2 separate regions of the Ovis aries genome follow, and region 2 is linked to region 1. Evidence: chromatin contacts called from public Hi-C data. All regions are on one chromosome and are shown on one strand. The core of a region is the stretch at or near the end of the contact, and the rest is flanking DNA. Distances in the headings are between cores, read along the strand shown. Region 1 overlaps CYFIP2 (cytoplasmic FMR1 interacting protein 2). Region 2 holds the start of LSM11 (LSM11, U7 small nuclear RNA associated).

What was found. A called contact is a pair of places that touch in the nucleus more often than the background predicts.
Region 2: a Hi-C map of hypothalamus shows a contact between it and region 1, with 4 times the contacts expected there. The contact joins the promoter of LSM11 here to the enhancer-like site in region 1. A contact is called at or near these places in 7 of 16 Hi-C or Micro-C datasets (blood, hypothalamus, omental adipose tissue and 2 more).

The regions. Positions count from the first base shown.
Region 1 is chr5:66,620,009-66,626,219 of ARS-UI_Ramb_v3.0, forward strand. CYFIP2 (cytoplasmic FMR1 interacting protein 2) reads left to right here. Exons shown (of 31, transcript XM_042250680.2): 26 at 252-382. LOC132659896 (a long non-coding RNA gene) reads right to left here. Exons shown (of 2, transcript XR_009600908.1): 2 at 1-2,875. Among named protein-coding and RNA genes, the nearest start is that of FNDC9, 18 kb to the left of the region's middle. Within about 2 kb of position 2,258, at least 1 of the 54 cell types and tissues checked has an H3K27ac peak or open chromatin away from gene starts, as enhancers often do. A contact at or near this core is called in hypothalamus, where this site is marked.
Region 2 is chr5:66,923,342-66,929,552 of ARS-UI_Ramb_v3.0, forward strand. LSM11 (LSM11, U7 small nuclear RNA associated) reads left to right here and starts at 3,602. Exons shown (of 4, transcript XM_015096165.3): 1 at 3,602-4,050. The coding sequence starts at 3,606. It overlaps THG1L (tRNA-histidine guanylyltransferase 1 like), which reads left to right. Exons shown (of 6, transcript XM_004009022.6): 6 at 1-678.

The sequences.
Region 1 (6,211 bases), core at 1,008-3,507:
AAGATGCCGGGTGCTGGGCCAGTGTGAGTCAGAGCAAGAAAGGGCTGGGGCCGATAGCTCTAGCTTTCATTGCCAGCTGCCCTACTTACTGGCTGTGTGACTGTGGAGATGCCACTTACCCTCTCTGAGCCTCATCTGAAAAGAGGGGTCATAGTGCCTGGTCCAGGGTGTTTTTATGAGTGTTACATGAGCTATTGCAGATACAGTGCTTAGCATGACCCTCCCACTAACCCTCCCCCTGCACCTCCCAGGGATCCTAGAGTTCTTTCACCACCAGCTGAAGGACATCATCGAATACGCAGAGCTCAAGACTGATGTGTTCCAGAGCCTGAGGGAGGTGGGCAATGCCATCCTGTTCTGCTTGCTTATCGAGCAAGCTCTGGTGAGTCCTAAGCCCCAGGAATTGGCGTGTCTCCAGGCTAGAAGGGTCCCCCCACTGCAACAGATGCCCGAGGACCCTCCAGCACATCCCACCTGGGAACCCTGGGAACCCTGCCGCTCAGCTATGCGCTCTTCCAGGGCGGGCACGCGCTCCTCTCCATTCCATTCAGACCTCTCTGACACCCAGATACTGGGAGAAGCAAGTCCTGGAGTCAGAGGGGCCTGGCCTTCCCCACCACTGCCCCTCTTCCGCTAGCAGCAGGGCCCTGGCAGTCTGTCAGAGTCTGGGTTTCCATTCACTTGTCAGATACAAGATAACTCCTCGCGACCACAGGCCAGGCATTGCACTGGGGGATGCAGTGCAACGTTCTGAGTGGTGGAGAGGAGACCTGCCCTGAAAAGTGTCTACACGGAAACGATGTGTTTACTGGCAGAACAAGCGCTGTGAGAGACGATTGCCACATCTGGAGGGTACACCTGTAGTGTGGTCTTGAGGGCAGGGGAGGACCTCCCTGAGGAGGGGGCCTGAAAACTGATCAGGAACTGGCCTCATGGAGAATCAGGGACAGCTGTTCCGGGCTGAGGGGAGAGCACATAGTGCTTTCTTCCTTTGTTGTCATGGAAGACAGGGATTCTCACCCTGCAAGGCAGTTTAGAGGCTGAAAGGAGGTAAGACATGAAAGTGAAAGTTGCTCAGTCATGTCTGACTCTTTGCAACCCCATGGACTATACAGTCCATGGAATTCTCCAGGCCAGAACACTAGACTGGGTAGCCTTTCCCTTCTCCGGGGGATCTTCCCAACCCAGGGATCAAACCCAGGTCTCCTGCATTGCAGGCAGATTCTTTACCAGCTGAGCCACAAGGGAAGCCCCAAGACATGTAAGAGCTAAATAACTGTTTTGAATTATGCTAATGGGCAAAAACACGAGTCCCTATGCTTCTGCATCTTGGGACCACACACAGCTTGTTCGTGGCTTGCTCATGGAGGCTGCGTTCTCCACACCCTCCCAGCGCTCTCCACTCAGCTCTGGTCCCATAAGGCGTCCACAGGTGGGCCTGGCCCTCTAAGCACAGGGGAATGGGCAGAGCCAGTGCTGTGGAAGGAAAGGCATGGTTCTCAGGACACAGCAGGAACATCTTTCAGCATCCATTCCTGCCATCCTCTGTCCACACACACATTCAGCAGAAGGGTGTTGAGAACCCTCTCATTGCTGGGTGCATCCCTAAGTGGAGTGGCCATGAATAAGACAGACAAATAATCACCATTTTTATTCTGGAGAGGGTGATGATAGAAGCGGTAAACAACCAGAGACATGAGTGCAGAGGGTAGGTGCTGTGAAAGAATAAACAGGGAAACAGAATAGCTTGAGAGTCGCAGGGGCTGGGAAGCATGTGCTGGTTTTGGAGATGATGAGGTCTCTGAGAAATGCTGAGAACCCTGGAGTGAGCTGGTGTGAAGAAGCAGAGTGGATCAGGTTGGGACTGAGGTGGGAGAGGCCGGGGCCTCAGTCCTGGACCAAGGGGGCGCCTCGGGAAGCCTCGGGATGCTGTAAGCGGTTAGAGGGGGCCGGATTCTGATTTATTGTTTTAAAGGCCCTTTCGCTGTTTGGAGAAGAAGCAGCCAAAAGGTGAGTGAAGGGCCAGGCTGTTTGCAGTTGTCCAGTTTGGCAGGGTCGTCTTGGAGGCACAGGGAGAGGGGCAGAAGGAGGAGGAATTTGGAAGGAGGTGAAGTGGAGGTAGAGGCAGCAAGGAAGCAGTGAGAGCACAGACTCAGAACGAGAGCCCGAGAGGGTTCGTCCTCTGGACATGTGAGCTGCGGCGAGCCGGCCCCGTCCACATCGGTGCCTCGTGTCTGCAGCCGGGGATCTGGATCAGCTCTTCTCTTGGACCCTTCCCTCCTGACCGTCTCTGAAACACAGTCTATTTTGTGGGGAGTAATAGCCTCTCTGTTCCCCTCAAAATGGACTAAGTGTTCCTCTTCATGGTAACAGGTTTTTAAACATGGTTCAGCGGGCCTGGTTGCTATGGCAACATAGCCATCAGAAGTCACAAGGATAAGACACACAGGAGAAACCACTCGAGGCCTCAGGAAGATGAGGAGACGTGCAGGTGGGGGAGGACAGGTCCCCGAGGGCCCAGTTCCCAGTGTCTCTCATGAGTTGTTCTGCACAAGGAGCAGCAGTTAGCTTCCCACGTACAGACCCCCAAGAGGCAGACTGTGGACGGGGCTACGAGGAAAGGAAATCCTGTCTCAGGCATCCCTGCCTGCGTGGTCAGTTGCAAATACCACTGCGGTCAACAGAACACTCACATCAAAGGCCTTCAGAGCTAAGAGAGACCCCAACAGTTTATATGGCCCAACTTCCTCTATGCGTGTTAGGAAAGGAGGATCAGAGAGGGTGTAACTCACCTGAAGTCACACAGCACATCAGTAGCAGAAGTGAAAGAACAAAAGCGTGGGTTTCCGGTACTGATCGTCGTCCTTAGGGGAATCTGAGTGGGGAGGAGACAGAGCAAACAATCAGGGCTTGGGACTTCCCTGGTGGTCCAGTGGTTAGGACCCTTCACGCTTCCACTTCGAGGACACAGATTCAACCCCTCGTGGGAATTAAGATCCCATGAGCCACATGGGAGGCTGTGAGCTCTGCTTTCTACTTAGACAGCTGGAGAAATCCCCAAGATAAGACAGTGCTTTCTGAGACTAGAATGAGGCAGGAGCTTTGGGGAACTTTTTAATTTATGAAGCAAGAATAAATATTTAAATGACTTTGATTATTCTTATTAAATAGGAGGACTAATAACAGAAAAGAAAGAAAGGAGGAGGAAGGGAGGAAGGAGATGATATATGTCCATAGAGGAAAGGCGTTTAAACTGGAATGAAGCATGAAGGTGTCTTGCACATACAACATAGAAAATGGTGAAAGACATAACAATGAGTAGAAAGAAAGTGAGTTCCATGATAAGACACACATTATGCCATACAAGCAAAACAAACAAAGCCCACAAAATAACCCTCCATTAGGGGGAAAAATCTGGGAAAATCATCCTGAATAGTTCAGTCATTTTTTCTAGGTATTAGAGAGGGAGCTAGGATTACAGGGCAACAGGGATGTTTGCTGTATCTGGATTGTTGAATTTTTTATAAGGGATATATATTCATGTATTATCATTGACTAAAAGTTAATTAAAATGATACAAGTAGTATATCATAGTTTCAGGAAAACTGGAAGGATACAGGAAAATATAAGATGAGAAGCCCTTTGCCCACTGGTCTCTTGTATTCTTCTAATAGCTTTACAGAGTTTTGTCCTGTGGTTTGGGTCTATATCTGTATATATGTACAAAAACCTTCTCTTGCTCTGTGGCTTGCCTTTTTAAAACAGATTATTAATATGTCATTGATTTGTAAATGGATGGACTATAAATTGAAAAGGTTGATCTCCTGGACAAAAATATGTGTTCTATAAGTTCAGTGCTTATGAAAAATCAAGGATGCGGTAGCAGAACAGAAATGCATACACCCACCGGGTGGGTTCTCGTTTGCTCAGTGTTTTTAATGAAGGGCTAGTAAGCATGCTGGCTCACACGGTAAATAATCTGCCTGCAATGCAGGAGACCTGAGTTCGATCCCTGGGTTAGGAAGATCCTCTGGAAGAGGGCATGGCACCCCACTCCAGTATTCTTGCCTGGAGAATTCCATGGACAGAGGAGCCTGGCGGGCTACAGTCCATGGGGTCACAAGGAGTCGGACGTGACTGAGCGATCCTCACAAGGCACAACAAGCATAGAGTAGTTCAGCTGACCCTAGAACGGCACTGGGGCTAGAGGCGCCTACCGTCTCTGCAGCCAAAAAGTCGTGTGTAGCTTTGCAGTCGGCCCTTTGTATCTGCTATTCCATATCCACGGTTCCAATCTGTAGATTCAACCAACCATGAGTTATAATACTGTAGTATTTACAATTCAAAAGTATCTGAGTAAGTGGACCCATGCTCTTCAAACCCATGTGTTCAAAGGTCATTTGTATATGGAGTATGCAGTATTCTCACTGCATAGACTAGTTGGATCACCCATTTTACTGTGGATGGATGTTTTGATTGCTTACTGTTTGATAACACTATGAATAAAGATACCATAATGTTCTTATATATTTCTTTTGGCAGAAATGCTCTCATTTTTTAATTATTAATTTTAAATAATTATTAGTCTTATTAAATCGTTACTCTAGCATATACCTCTTTTTTTTCTTTTTATTTTTTTGGGCATGCAGTGCAGTATGCTGGATCTCAGTTACCCAACCAGGGATTAAGCCTGTGTCCCCTACATTGAAAGTGCAGTCTTAACCACTGGACTGCCAGGGAAGTCCCCTGTGTGGTCTCTTTTTTATTGGGCAAATACCTAGTAATGGAATAGCTGGATCGATGTGGAGACATTATGTTTAGCTTCAGTAGATACTGCCAAAAAGCTATACAAGGTCGTTGTACCAGTATATACTCCTTTCAGCAATGCGTGAGAGTTTTCATTTCTTCACATCCTCGTGAACAGTTGGATCGTCTGTCTTTTCAGTTACAGCCGGTGGATATGTTGTGATATCTCACTATGGTTTTGATTTCCCTGATGACTAAGGATGCTGAACTCTTTCCATATGGTATTCCCATTTGGACAGTCTCTCTTGTGAAATGTTGTTCAGTATTTTTGCCTATTTTATTACTGAGTTATCTTTTCCTGTTGATTTGTAGCCATGATTTATATACTGTCTGTGAGTGTGTTAGTTACTCAACTGTGTCCAACTTTTTGCAACCCCGTGGACTGTAGCCTGCCAGGCTCCTTTGTCCATGGGATTCTCCAAGCAAGAATACTGGAGTGGATTGCCATTTCCTTCTCCAATATACTGTAGTTACATGTATTACAAATATATTTCTATGGCATGTCTTCCAATGAACAGAAGTTCTTAAGGTTTATTGTATTTCTTGTTTACATTTTCCTGCATGGTTGATGCTCCTGTGACTTGTTTAAAGAGATCTCCCCTATTCTTAAATCATGAAAAAAAGTTATCTTCTGAGAGTTTCAGAGTTTAGCCTCTCCAGGCCCAATAGACCTTTAAGTCTATTACTCACCTGGAATGGATATTTGTGTTGAGTGGGAAGTAGAAAGCCAACTTCATTTCTTTCCTAAGTTGCCTCAGCACCACTAATTGAAAAGCCCTCTTTCTCCCTGGACTGCAGACGTAGTTCTGTGTCTGTCATTTATCAAGTGTCCACAAAGGGCTGGTCATGGGAGGCTTTTAACGAATGCTGCTGCTGCTGCTAAGTCGCTTCAGTCGTGTCCGACTCTGCGGCCCCATAGATGGCAGCCCACCAGGCTCCGCTGTCCCTGGGATCCTCCAGGCAAGAACACTGGAGTGGGTTGCCATTTCCTTCTCCAATGCATGAAAGTGAAAAGTGAAAGTGAAGTCGCTCAGTCGTGTCCGACTCTTCGCGACCCCGTGGACTGCGGCCTACCAGGCTCCTGCGTCCATGGGAGTTTCCAGGCAAGAGTACTGGAGTGGGATGCCATTGCCTTCTCCACTTTTAATGAATACTTGAATCAAATCTGAAATGAACCATATTTGTTAGGTATCTGTTTATAAACCTATTGTGTTTTTAAAGGAAATTCTATTACTAGTGACTAGTATCGCCTCTATTATCTTTTACTGTGAGAAATCATAAGGGAAGTATTCCACAATGCAAAGTTTTGGTTCAAATGTTGTGTGGTTTTCAAGCCATCAGCGCATTATTTGCTATGCCGGTGCACACCAGGAGAGGGCCCTATTCGTTCACGGGAGCAAGGGAG
Region 2 (6,211 bases), core at 2,352-4,851, 300 kb after region 1:
CCTCATCTCACCAGGGGCAGTGATCACAAGGCTGCTTACTCTTTCTCAGGAGAAAGAGAAGTTAGTTACATGTCTATATGGGAGAAGGAAAATGTGAGATTGAATGAGCCAGGAGGAAGATACTCTGTCTTCTTGGCACTTCAGTTTTGAAAGTCACCTTCCTGTTGGACTTCCTGAAAAAGATTCTCAGGTAGCCTCTGTATACTAAAACAGTGACGTCTGACTTGGAGAGCAGCGGGACCAACACTCATCTTTGGGTCACAGGTAGTAGAGGAGCCCTAGGGGTTCTACCTGCTGATGTGGAGTTGGGCGAGGAGCCATAGGAACTGCATGTTGCTCGTGGCCTCTGAAGTGAGCAGGCAGTGGGGGTAGGTGCTTGAGAACTCACATTTCCTTTTATGTTCATATTTTAAAGGAAAAAGATTAATTTGGCTCTATAAAGAATTAATTAAAAGCCCACATCACAGTGCCTGGTCTTACACTGTAGAATTTACAGCCAAGAAAATGTATTTTTGAAAGAGCGATGGCTGGTCTCATCTCACTAATTGACACCCCATCTGTTGATGCCTTTTTTTCCCTCCCTGTTCTCACTCCACGGGAATAGGAGACATGGCTTACAGTTGGTAATTGATAAAATTTCTTTGAGAAGAAAAAAAATAAAGGTTTCAACTCCCTTGGCCTAATTTTTCTTTTTTTTCATACAAATGCAGTATATGAGTCCAACTTTCATGTGTGAACATCCTTACATAAGCCAGGCTCACATCCCTTCATCACAGTGGTGGTTCACAGACTACTGGATACAAAAATTTACTTGAAATGCTCTTTTAAAATGCCAGTTCCAAGCTCTCTCCTCATGAAGAGTTTGGGATTCAAAGACTTTTGATGGGTGTGGTCAATAACCACACTTTGGGTAACTAGTCTATACCAAAACCTAGACTTGTACATCTAGATACATTGATAGGCCAAGTAAGGCAGTAAGAATGTAGCTCTTGATTGGCAAACATAATGGTAAACAAATTAGAGCATTCTATATCAAAACAAGTATAGATAAGTAGGTGTTTGTACAAATTTTTAAGACAGCCACCCAAGAAAGTTTTGTGTTTCCTGTGGGTGTTCTGTGATACAACAAAGGTATCACTTGATTTTGTTATAGGAGGACATGTGCTTGCTGGTTGAATTGCCAGCAGTTTGCAGGAGTGAGGTTTGTCTTGGGGAGGGTGGTTTTGAGCAAACGAATATCCTGGGTTTAATATTTATGCTATAATCATACCTATTGAGTTAAGTAATGCTGTCAGAAGCAGTGTTGGATGGGATTTCCCTGGCTGTCCAGTGGTTAAGACTCTGGGTTCCCAGTGCAGAGGGCATGTGTTTGATCTTGCATGCCACATGGCCTCCCCCCTCCCCTGCCCCAAGTACTGTTGGCTGCTTTGTCATCTTTATTTTGCAGTATGTCTTTATTCTAAAGTATACTTCACAGTTGTATATTAATTTTCATCCTCTCTTAAGAGACTAGTATTTTCTTGGGCTTCCTTTCCAAAGCTTAAGGAAACTTCAAAATAGACACAGAAGCCACTAGTATAGAATTAATGCCAGTGGTTTGCAGTTTGGGAGAGTGGTGACAGGAGTGGTTCGTGTGATGTCTAGGTGACTAGAAACATCTTGGTTCTACTGGTTGAGGGGGTAGTATCTGGGCCTTTGATGTGGACTACACTATTATTTTAACATCGAGAAACAAAAAAGTGTCTGCTAAACAGAGGCTCTAAAGTACAGCCAGGTTTTATAAATATGCCATCCCAGTTGTGGGATCCTCCTTTCCTCCAGGTGCTTAGCAATACTTAGAAGATCAATGATGGTGAATTTTCTTTAATACTAGCATCTGTCTGGTGTGTGTGTAAATTTCTTTTTGCCTAGGTATAAGAAATGCAGTACTAGGGTCCACTCATAATTCTTCACTTTCATTGTACACTTAATGTTAACATTCGTAGAGCATTTATTACGCCCCATATGCATATCTTTGGTTCTTCAGACAGTTCCTTGAAACAGTTTCTAGCAAAGAGTCAGACAGGACTGAGCGACTGAACTGAACTGCTAGTATCTCAAAAGAGAATGGAAAGCTCAGAGAAGCTAAATAGCTGGAGCCCAGGCGTCTGAACTCCAGTGATGCTCAGCATAAGCACAAATTGGGACATTCCTTGCCCTCTTCCTGGGCTTCCCTGATAGTTCAGTCACTCAGTCGTGTCTGACTCTTTGTGACCCCATGAATCGCAGCACACCAGGCCTCCCTGTCCATCACCATCTCCCAGAGTTCACTCAGACACATCCATCGAGTCAGTGACGCCATCCAGCCATCTCATCCTCTGTCGTCCCCTTCTCCTGCCCCCAATCCCTCCCAGCATCAAGGTCTTTTCCAATGTGTCAACTCTTCGCATGAGGTGGCCAAAGTACTGGAGCTTCAGCTTTAGCATCATTCCTTCCAAAGAACACCCAGGGTTGATCTCCTTGCAGTCCAAGGGACTCTCAAGAGTCTTCTCCAACATCACAGTCCAAAAGCATCAATTCTTCGGAGCTCAGCCTTCTTCATAGTCCAACTCTCACATCCATACATGACCACAGGAAAAACCATAGCCTGGACTAGACGGACCTTAGTCGGCAAAGTAATGTCTCTGCTTTTGAATATGCTGTCTAGGTTGGTCATAACTTTCCTTCCAAGGAGTAAGCGTCTTTTAATTTCATGGTTGCAATCACCATCTGCAGTGATTTTGGAGCCCCCCAAAATAAAGTCTGACACTGTTTCCACTGTTTCCCCATCTATTTTCCATGAAGTGATGGGACCTGATGCCATGATCTTCGTTTTCTGAATGTTGAGCTTTAAACCAACTTTTTCCCTCTCCTCTTTCACTTTCATCAAGAGGCTTTTTTTTAGCTCCTCTTCACTTTCTGCCAGTTGGTAAAGAATCCGCCTACAATGCAGGATACCCCCGTTGGATTCCTGGGTTGGGGAGATCCGCTGGAGAAGGGATAGGCTACCCACCCCAGTTTTCTTGGGTTTCCCTTGTAGCTCAGCTGATAAAGAATCTGCCCAGAATGCAGGAGACCTGGGGTCGATCCCTGGGTTGGGAAGATCCCCTGGAGAAGGGAAAGGCAACCCACTCCAGTTTATGGGGTCGCAAAGAGTCGGACGCGACGCAGCGACTTTCACTTTCACTTTGCCCTCTTGCCGTTGCTTCCCGCCAGCTCAAGCTACTAGTAGACCACAGTTCCAGAGAACCGAGAAACACCTGGGGAGCTTGTCAAGCTGACGGGCCCGGGCTCCATCCCCAGGGAATCTGGACTATCAGCAAACACCGAAAGTGATAATAATATTGATGGGAAAACGCTGCGTTAACGCAAATGAACCTCTTTCCCCAAACGCTGATGCGCTCCGAGCCGCGGGCGAGTAGCTGCCGCACACCACACCGCGGGCGGCGCAGAGCGCAGGCAGACGCTGCCCCCTGGCGGCCGCCCGGGCGCAGTGAGATGAGACCCTGCGCCGCGGCTGCGCGGTGACGCCCTCTGGCGGCCCCGCTCCTTCTTCCCATCGGCCTCGGCTTGCGGGCCTTTCAAACATGGAGGAGCGGGAGCGGGGGGCGAGGTCGGCTCGCGCCGGGAGCCCCGCGCGCCCGCCCAGCCCGCGGCTGGATGTCAGCTCTGACAGCTTCGACCCGCTGCTGGCCCTGTATGCGCCCCACCTGCCTCCCATTCCCTACCCCAACGCGCCCTGCTTCAACAACGTGGCCGAATACGAGAGCTTCCTCAGGACCGGGTTACGGAGCGGCGGGCGCGGACGGGCGCGGGGCGCGGCCGCTGGCTCGGGGGGCCCCGCTGCGGCCTCCGCGCCCTCGGGCAGGACCCGCCGCCGCCCGGACGCCCCCGCCCCGGACCCCGAGCGCATCCAGCGCCTCCGCCGCCTCATGGTGACCAAAGAGGAAGGGGACGAGGCCGCCGAGGCGCGGCGGCGGGGTCCGGGTCGGAGCAGGAAGGCGCCGCGCAACGTGCTCACGAGAATGCCCTGTGAGTCCCGCGGGCGGGCGGGGGCCGGCCGGCGGTCCGGAAGGCGGCGGCCCTGCGGGCGTGTCCCTGGTGACAGCCGCTTGGCGCGGACCTGTGTGTGTATCAGGGGGAGGGTCTTGGTGAAGGCTGAAGAGATAACCGGCCACCGAGGGGAGGGTCAGCTTGAGGAATTCAGGGTCTGTCTGGGCAGTGAGGGAAGAGCGGCAAGGCTGTAGAGGGGATAAGTAGCCATGGGTAGGGTCTGCTTGGATAACATGCGTAAAGGTCTTGGGGGCCACAGAAGTGATCACAGAGGTGACGAGGAACCTGCTGAAATCGATGTGCAGGAGTGATTGCGGGGGGGGGGAGGGGGTGGTGGCCGCGGGATTCTGGAGAGGTGGTGAGCCTGGACATCATGGGGAGGGTCTGCAGAGGTGATGAAGTCTTGGGGCCACGCATGGTGAGAGCAGGGAGGGCACAGCCAGTATTAGGGGAGGGAGAGTGGTTTGGTCAGTGAGATTTGTGGGTGAGGAACGCAGTATGAGGAAATTGTTCAGATAGCACAGGGGACATAATCTCATGACCTCTGCACATTAAGTGACAGCTCGTTCTCAGTGCTGTAAGCAGAAAGGGCTGCAGGGTCTTGACATACATATGTTCACTGGAATGCAGCAGGCACAGAAGGCCACTAAAGGGCAGACACTTTTACAGCCTCTCTGCCGGGCTGAGTGCAGGGACTCTTGTCTGTCAGGCTCCTATTACCATATGCACAGGTTATTTTGAGTTCTGAAGGTGTAAATGGCACGAGGGGATTTCTTGCAGCCTCCTAATAAGTTCCTTAGAGTAAAGCTGTAAATAGCAGAGATTGCTAATGGGTGAGTTAGGTCTTGTATAAATGGAATAGAAACAGCCCAGGGTCATATCTTTGTCATCTGGCAAACAGTTCTGACATCTGCCCCATGAACACAATGACCTACTTAGCCATTCAGAGCATCTGTATCCTGATAACTAAATTGTGGCATTATTAAATCACTGCCTTTGGAATGGAGCATTTTGCTAAGTAAAGGAATATTTTGTTTCTTTCCTAGAAGTGTGTTAAGAGAGCAACATCCTAAAAAGCTGAGTGCTGTTAGGGGTGCCTTTGTGATTACAGTGCCAAAGCATCCCTGCCTAAGCTGGGGTTTACTCCAGTTTGCTTGCCCAGCAGTGACATTATGCATGTGCCTAAATTAAGAGCAGTTTGGGGGAGCTTATTTTGCCCATAGTTTTTGCCACTATCAGATCTTTGAAATGCCCTCCAAGTCTCAGATTGTAACATTTATTTCCGTTTTGCCAAGTACTGCTTTGCTGCCAAGATTTTCAAGACAAAAGAAATATTTCTATGTGGTGAGTGGTTTTGGCTTTACTGGTGGAGCATTTCGCCATATTATTAGGATGAAAGAGGGTGAAAGCCAGCTTTATCAACTTTCCACAATTAAATGTATGCCTGGAATCAAAGTCTCAAAGTGTGCTGTAGGCACTGAAAATTTTAATCCTACCACTGGAAACAGTTGGGTGTACATGGTAGAGATGAGTAGATATCACAAAAAATTGATGACCTTCAGGAAGCAAAAAAAAGTATAGAAGCAGGGATGAATATTAGGTTTTTTCCAAAAAAGAATTCATATAGAAATCAGCTTTAGGTCTTGAGGTTAAGGAAGGGCATGCTTGACGATAACAGTAATTATTTAAAAATAAGGCTGTTGAGCATGTAATATATGCTAAATAAGCGTGTAATATATGCTATATTACATATAGCAAAATTAACCCCTCAGGTGAGTAAAAAGGTTGTGAATTCATCACCACAATCAAGATACAAATCAAGGAGTTCCCCGGTGATCTAGTGGTTAAGATGCTGCACTTCCAATGCCAGGGATGCAGGTTCAAACCCTGATCAGGGAACTAAGATCCCACATGCTGTGTGGCAAAAAAAATAAAATAACGTGTAAAGTTAAACTTACCATAGGGCCTGGCCCATACTGAGGGCTCAGTAATTGGTGATAATATTGGTGACAGTGATGCTGCTGCCGTTGTTGATGTGAAGGAGGGAAGCTTGGAGACTCTTGAAGTGAACCAATAGTATGATGAGGCTCTAGACTGTATTGTTGGTTGTGGAAACAGAAAAGAAAGGTCAGGTCTTAGT